2 separate regions of the Zea mays genome follow, and region 1 is linked to region 2. Evidence: chromatin contacts called from public Hi-C data. All regions are on one chromosome and are shown on one strand. The core of a region is the stretch at or near the end of the contact, and the rest is flanking DNA. Distances in the headings are between cores, read along the strand shown.

Region 1 (4,329 bases), core at 1,271-3,770, 110 kb before region 2:
GTACGGTGTCAATCAACGGTCATGTCAAAAACCCCCACGGAACCACTTCGAGCGAGGGCAGCGTCTCTGCCATCTAGCGACGTCTTCGGCACTGGATGACTTAGTCGAACTGGTCCCTCGGAGGGCAAATGTTGGGGCGAATGCGAAGACGCCACCCTTCGCTCGATGCCTTCGCCGTAATCGTCGGACCAACGGAGACAAGACAACGGGCAGGCTCACCCTTCGTCCCATACGTCATCGGACGAAGACCTGTGACGAGGTCGTCCCATCTTGCGACCTCGTCTAGCATGGAGGCCCACGTGTGATCCGGCCCATTGTAACAGGCCCTGCGTGGCCGCTGCGCGTTACGGGCCTAATTTGTAAAGGCATTCCTGTAATTACGGTATGTAACCCCGCTTTATGGGAATATTTCGGGGATAACCTAGATGTCTGAGGGCACATGCGTCCTTAACACAGGACGCTGGGCACTCAGATACCTATAAATACCCCCGCACAGTGCCCTTGAGAGGCTAGATTAACAGAGCTATTGCCATCTCGTGCGAGAACCCTGTTTACGTCACTACACACCCCCGTTGGATCCCCTTGCACCAGAGAGCAAGTTCCAACATCCCTCGATCCGGACCACTAGCTTAAGAGACCTCATATTAAATAATTGAAAAAAACATAGAATTTTGATTTCCGTTGACCTCGAGGTTGTCCATGTCCTACACTACCGGAATCGCGTTCTTTGCCGAGTGTCTAAGACACTCGGCACACTCGGCAAAGGCTATTTTACACTCGGCAAAGGCTTTGCCGAGTGTAACACTCGGCAAAGAACACTCGGAAAGATTTCATCGGCAAAGGGTTCTTTGCCGAGTGCTTTTTTTCGGACACTCGACAAAGACTTTGCCGAGTGTCAAAAAGCACTCGGCAAAGAAAAACACTCGGCAAATTAAGAATCGAAAAAATTAAAAAAAAACAGCAAAACATTTTTTAAATTCTAGGAACAACTCTCCAACCCTACCCTATTACCTTACCCATTGCCCAATCATTTTTCACTATTATTTTGAATCAAACTTATATGTTTTGTAAATGGTGAGATTCGAACTCACAACCTCTCTCTCGCGCATACCCTCCTATACCACTACACTACTACACCAATTATGTTTATATTACGTTTCCATTCCCCATGTACTATAATAAATCGAGAGTAATTTGATTATTTAAGACACTAAATGAGTTCATTTGAAAATGTGACCAACTATAAAGTTGCATAACTTTTTGAGATCTAAAAGTTTTATTTTAATAGTTTCTACATCTGAGACCGTTTATAAAATTTGAATTTTAAATTTAAAAACTTCACACGAAATTTTCAATGATAAGATGATTTCAAATCAAAAAATTGTCAACTACAAAGTTTCATTACATTTCAAGACCTACAACTTTTATTTTGGTGGTTTTTCCATCCGAGACAGTTTGAAAAATTTAAATTTCAAAATTCAAACATAGTTTTGCATAACAAGATGATTTCAAACTAAAACATTGTCAACTACAAAGTTTCATAACTCTTCAATACCTACAACTTTCATGTTGGTGGTTTTTCCTTTCGAAGTCGTTTTCAAAATTCAAATTTTAAATTTTTTAAATTCAGACGTAGTTTTCGTTGACAATATGACTTCAAATGAAAAAGTTGTCAACTATAAACTTCTAAAACTTCTCAAGATCTACAAAGTTTATTTTGGTTGTTTGGTAATTTGTTTATCTCAGATTATGGTTCTAACAATATGCACAAATTCTATACGTCTCTCTCGTAGTTTCATAAACTACGAGAGAGATATAGGTTTTATGAACAAATTTATTTTTATTTTGTCATATGAAGAAATGTTCAATATATAAATTGTACATCATGATGAGTTATACAAATTTGTAGTTGAAAACTTTTTCATTTGAATTAATTTACTACTTTAAAATGTGATTTTTAAATTGTCTTTGCCTAGTGTTGAAGAAAAAACACTCGGCAAAGAGCTCTTTGCCGAGTGTTGTATTTGTGACACTCGACAAAGAGCCCTTTGCCGAGTGTCAAAAAAAGACACTCGGCAAAGAGCTTCTTCGCCGAGTGTTTTCTTTTACCGAGAGTTTTTTGTGTGGCACTCGGCAAAGAATATGGCACTCGGCAAAGAGCCAAATTCCGGTAGTGCTAAGATGATTTTGATTTCCGTTGACCGCTGTACATTCTGTCAACTAATAAGTAAATTTATTATACGAAGTTTGAACGAAAGGAAAGAAACATAGAATTTTTAATAAGAAAACGTGTCTCTATATAGAACGAAGACATAAAATGACGATGCAACGTGAGAGAGTTAGATAAAATATGGTAGTTTTTTATGTGTGGTGTCTACGTTACCACGTATATATATAAATATAAAAACTACTTGGGTGGTTTACTATGCTGCAGTACCGGGACTGCCCTAACACTACACATGCAGTAGACCTGCATAGTACTGTAGTGCCACTCTGGGACGTACTCCTGTCTTATGTCCCATGCTGGCAACCTCGTGACGGTGTCGTACGTGTCCACTGTCCACTGTTGCTTGATTCTTGAGGACACTGCAGGGTGATGAATGATACTGTTTCTTGTTCTCTGGTGCGGCCCCTGCAGCAGTCTATAATAATATCCAATAATGCAATGCATGCACGCAGCATGTCTCGCGTTGTGTGTGGTCATTTTCATTGGATGTCACCATCATCGCAGTTCACGTGTCCGCTTGTGCTTTCCCTTGTTTTCTTCTCACCGTCGACAGCGGAGGGACTAGATCAGAAGCCGGCGAGATTCCGGCAGCACACACACTTCACGCGCTGGCGTTCGCGCGTGGGAGAGAAAGAAAAATCTAGGCGGACACCTATTAATTTATTGCACCAACACAGATAGCCGAGTAGGTGGTATCCTCTACGTGTTAATTAAGATCTCTAGATGGCGCATTACAAAAGAATAAATAGTTTTTAAGCTTAAACATGCATGGAGGCGGGATTACGAGGGGATGAGGGAATTGAGGCGGAAATTAGTTCATTTCCCTCTCAATCTTCTCCAATCCCTCCGTGATCTCCTTGTCACCAAATCAACCACTCTGGTCAAGACTACACCTATCTATCTATCTATCGCAAGCACTTCATAAATATTATATTTTAGCAACTAAGATGACGAACTAAGCTACACCGTTACACATAAATTAGTATATATTATCATTCTTACTCGCTTCCAATAAAACTAATTGATTTTGTGAAAATTTTAAAGTCCGAACACAGCAGCGAATCTACTCTAGCTAGTAGTGAACATGAATTTTCTACGGATCTAGCTAGGTAATGGGTTTTACCCGCTAGCTATATAGGTTTGAGGTCGGTTATTTAGTTGAATTATTGGGTTGGGTTGAAGAAAACACGGCTCATCGGTTATGATGGGTTGGGGTGGGTTTTAACCCATTAGCAGGGCTACCGTGGATTAAATAAATCTCATTAACATGGCTGACAGAAGTTAAGCAAATCAAGTCTAAAAATTCCCGACGGGTACAATGCCGACGGGAATTAGGCTAATTATATTCATGTCGGTTTTTAACGTAATTCCTATTCCCGTCGGTTCTCGATCCTCGAAGAACCGACCGAAATTTATCGAATTAATGTAGTGATATCGAGACTAGAAGTATTATACATACATACCGCCACATTTTTCTAAAACTTTTTTAGATTAACATGATAATAACTGAATCCCTAATAACCAGACATACAGTAAATGCTATACGATTATTAATTTCTTTGTTGTCTATCGAACAATAGTGCGTGATCGATTGTGATTATTGACGTCGATGCGTTCCGGGTGACGCCGCTCATGGTGACTACTAGCTTCTACGAGTGATCACTTTCTTTGCAGTGTTCACGTGTTATTGCTTTTGTTGGTGGGTTCCATCTTTTTTGTCCTGGTGACTAGCTTCATGCTTTTTGCCGCAGCCGACAAAGATGCCGGAACCAGCAGGACACTGGGTGCATGATGGATGATAATTGTTTCTGCTGCTAGCTTGTTCTCTGGTGCGGCCATGTCTAATCCAATAATGCATGCATGCATGCAGCATGTCTCGCGTTGTTGTGTGGTCATTTTCGCTGGGGGGATCACCATCTTCGCAGTTCACGTGTTCTCGCTTGTTGGTTAATTTGTTCTTTTCCTTGTGCATGCCATGGAGGATCGGTAAGGCTGTGGTACGCTTCTTGTTTTCTTCTCACCGTCGACAGCGAAGGGACTCGAAATTAAAGCCGGAGATTCTGGCAGCAATCCGGCTCATTGAAGTCACCAGCCATAGCCGC
Region 2 (4,160 bases), core at 1,060-3,559:
CTCCTAATTATGCATAGAACCATCAGAAAAGATGAGACTAGACCCTAGCAACGTGATCAACCTTCTTCCTACAAGCTTTGTAGTGCCTAAGCAAATGCCCAGCCAGCAGAAGATCTATCACACAATCTAGCCTTACACATTCTACAACATGCATGAATTCAAAAATTGGACCCATTCACTTTCTCAAAGATCTCATCAAAATCAATTAAGACACTAGATTTGCGCTTACCAACCGATGTACCAGTACCACCATCGGTGCTGCTAGAGCCGACCAGATTCTCGGTTGCCTTCGCGGCCCTCCACCACTGTCGTCGACGTCGACATCGATCGTAGCAGAGCTGGCATCGATGCCGAGCAAGGCAGCAACGTCTCCCCAAATGTCGTCTTCATCATCAGGGACAAGCCCTGCCGCGTGAAGGTCGTCATTGCCGGTGAGCGGATAGACATCCTTGTCATCTGCCATGCATGGCAACCTTCACCACATTTGATCGATCTCCAGCTTTGTTCCTCAATGGTGCGTACAATCACTATTCTCGGTCTACTCTAGAGGAGGAAGACGAGGCATTGGCAACATACCTACGCAAAATGAAGAAAGTTGGGGACCATAGAGAGGGATCTAGGGTTAGGGTTACGATTCATCTATGCAACCGGGGACCAGCGTCGGAGAAGACAACGACCGCCTAGACGAGATACACCAATTAGAAATGACTGTGAATGGGAGAAGAGAGACTAGGCGACAACTCGAAAACTCACATAGTTCACCAAGAGAGAGGGGGGAGAGGAGACAGGGAGAGGAGAGGGGAGAGGGATCAGGGAGAAGGGAGCTATATGTCAGTAGCCGTTAGGTGCTATATCGAGCAGTGGCAAGCCCAAGATTTTAAGGATGGTATTCGAAATTGTTAAGAGGTAAAAATATAGCCATATAAAATCTAAATATATGGTATGTCTTATGTATTATACCGTAATATATTACATACTAATAGTTTTATAGCATATATCAAACAAAACCAAATTTAGTTGAGCACATAACTAATTATTAGGTAAAATTGTTTAAATACTAGTGATAAGAGACAACCGAGCAAGGACGACGAGCTGGGGGCGAGTGTTGCACAACGCCACGACTAGCGAGAGGCGGCCACCAGGTGGGTGGACAATGAGCGGAACCACACAACAGGTGACCACCGGGTGTGGGCGACTGGGTGAGTGGGTGAGGGTGCAAGCGTGCGACGCGCCTGGAGGATGACGTGAAAGCGTGTGTTGTTGAGTCGTCGATTGGAGTTGAGGCACTAGCCTGCCAGACGTCCTAGTATATTTTTGATTTTAGCCTAAATACTAGGGATGTAAATGATACAAATATTATCTATTCGTATATGAATTCGATTTTAGATGCGTTCGTTTAGAAGTGGATTAAATGGGATTGGAGTGGATTAATCCATTGCTAGTCAAAACTGAATAGAAAGGGTTTTATTCCTTCTCAATCCCGCATGATCCACATGCAACCAAACAAGGCCTAAGAGTGCTGATATTCGATCTATATTCGAGTTTGGATATTTAGTATCTGATCCATGTCCGATCTGTATATGTATGTGTATACTCAAAGTTTGATATTTAAGATGCCGATCTATTGAAACAACTCGATAATATATGTATATGATGTGAATTTGAAGAACTAATATGAAGACAAATATGGAATGAGTAATATCCGTCTGTATCCCATCAGATTACATCAATTATTAAATATTATTAATTTTTTATATATACATATATAAGATTCACTAAATATATTTAATTTTTAACAAAAATCTTGGGTATTCATTTGAGTGTCCATGACTTACGCTAGGCCCGCCCCTCGTATCTAGGTCACGGAGTCGGAGACGGAGGCGACAGCGAGGCAAGAAGAAAGTGGAATCGTCGGATCAGAGTGAAGCCAGGTAGACGAGAGAGATAGAGTGACGTGTGATACGAGAAGCTAGGAGATTGGAGAGGGGAGGCGAGGAGCTGAGTGGTGGGTGGGAAATGGGGGTATATGAGGTAGGGCGTGGGGGTCGGTCGGACGGGCTGCTAACAGAGCACCCTAGCGGGAGCAGGCTGTACCGTACCGACCCATGTGCATAGTTTTTGGCCTAGACAAAACTTGCTCCCTAGACGTACCAGCCCAGGCCCACCAACTACCGGGCCAGGCCGTGCATGGGCCGGATGAAAAACACGGGTTTCGGGCCAGACTCAAGCTCCATGTACAACTATGGCAACTGGCCGGCTCGTCCTTTATAAGTACTGCCCGCCGGCATTGTTTATTCATTGGGGGCATTTGCTACACCACCACACCCACACCCCATCCCAGCACACAACAAGCAGCCTGGTTTACGGTAGCTGCTAGCAAAACAATGGAGAACCCTGCTCCGAGCATCGTAGTGGCCATCGCCGCACCCGTGGCGGCGGAGTTCGTGAAACTCACCTTCCGTGCCCTGTATATGCGCCGGGCTGGTCCTGGCAGCAGGGAGATGACTGTGCCGGGAAGGCCATCCGACCAGCTGGGCAGGAGAGTCGTCACTGACAGCCCCGTGTACGACGGCCGTGGCGCCGACGCCCGCCTCGTGGCTCGCATACAGGGAGTCACGGTCCTGGTCGGTAACGCAGACGCCTTGTTCACCATGGTGTTCGAAACCGACAGGTGTGTGTTCATCTTCAATTCACGTGCAAGCTGTAATACTGATTCATTCAATTCACCATCGTCTGTTGGTCATCAATCAGGCTAAAGGGCTCCACGCTCGTCATCAACGGAATGGTCACGGATGGGTCAGACGAATGGGCGATCTACGGCGGAACCGGGGTGTTCGCCATGGCCACCGGTGTCATGAAGAGAAGAAACCTTGCCGGCGGTAGCAACGACGGGAACTCTGACGAGCTTGCCCTGGAAGTTTTCTGCCCGGTGTTTGGCGCATCACAGCAACCAATTAGCAAGCAGCAGGTACTGTATGTCAGAGAGAGAGAGAGAGAGAGAGAAACAGCAGAATATATATTCTTGGTAATATACTAATCAGCTGCTGCATGCAGGAGTCCATCTCCTCCGTCACCAAGATCGGACTATGGGGCGGACAGGGAGGGTCGGCACAGGACATCACGGCAGAGCAGCCACCACGGCGTCTGCACAGCATCACCGTCCGCGCTGGCGTTGCCGTCGACTCCATCGAGTTCACCTACACCGACGACGCTGGGCAGAGGCGCACTGCTGGGCGGTGGGGTGGACTTGGCGGCAATGTTCGAACGGTGAGCAACATGCAGTAGTCCTCCATCGTATCATCCATCAACCTCTTCATGAAGCATAATGCATGTCCATCATCACTCGAACTCTGCATGCGTACGTGCAGATCGACCTTGGCGACGCAGAGGATGTCAGGGAAGTCTCGGGAACATACGGCGCATTTGAAGGTGCCATTACGCTGACCTCGCTCAGGCTCGTCACCAGCAGCAGAACCTGGGGCCCCTGGGGGGTCGAGAACGGGACGCGTTTCTCCATCACGGCGCCCAACGGCAGCAGCATCGCGGGATTCTATGCGCGGGCGGGAACCAGGCTCGTCGACGCTATCGGTGTTTACATACGTCCAGTGGTGCCAGGCAGGCCTCGGTGAACAAGCGAGCCGAGCTCGCTCGTATTACGAGCTGTAGGATTATGGTTCGGCTTGACTTGATGTAGGCTACCTGCTACATCATGCTCGATTCACTATCCTTTAATTCGGTCATCGTCGTCGTCTTGTCTCGTGTCAAATAAAGCTCTCTTGTGCCTATATACGGCTCTCATGGTTGTGCCGTGTCTCTATATGTTAGTGTTTATGTATATGTGGAGATCAAATAATGGCCTTGCAATAATGATCAAAGACTCGCTATGTTAATGATAATTTCATTTTATATATTGGTTTTTTTTGTTTCAGATTTCGGGTTTTTATGGTTGCATGGAATGTATACATGTACAAACGGGACGTCCGATCCGGCCCGCCAGGCACGATTAGGAAACCGGACCCAGCCTACCAAGCCCATGGGCTCATTTCGCTGCACGGATCTGGTCTACTGCGGGACTAAACAGGTCGAGCCGGCACGGTAAGCACGGAAAAAACGGCCCAAAAAGAGGGCAAAGCGGCCTGGAGAGCACGGTTTAGTACAAA

The links. A called contact is a pair of places that touch in the nucleus more often than the background predicts.
Region 1: a contact with region 2 is called in a Hi-C map of ear, with 2.2 times the contacts expected there. The contact joins the enhancer-like site here to the promoter of LOC100274518 in region 2. A contact is called at or near these places in 3 of 25 Hi-C or Micro-C datasets (ear, leaf and tassel).

The regions. Positions count from the first base shown.
Region 1 is chr6:39,641,827-39,646,155 of Zm-B73-REFERENCE-NAM-5.0, reverse strand. No RefSeq gene overlaps it. Among protein-coding and RNA genes, the nearest start is that of LOC100276296, 61 kb to the left of the region's middle. Within about 2 kb of position 2,520, at least 18 of the 20 cell types and tissues checked have an H3K27ac peak or open chromatin away from gene starts, as enhancers often do. A contact at or near this core is called in ear, leaf and tassel, where this site is marked.
Region 2 is chr6:39,531,615-39,535,774 of Zm-B73-REFERENCE-NAM-5.0, reverse strand. It overlaps LOC100274518, which reads left to right and starts at 2,309. Exons shown (of 4, transcript NM_001148875.1): 1 at 2,309-2,671; 2 at 2,752-2,968; 3 at 3,055-3,267; 4 at 3,369-3,927. The coding sequence starts at 2,385. The coding sequence ends at 3,629.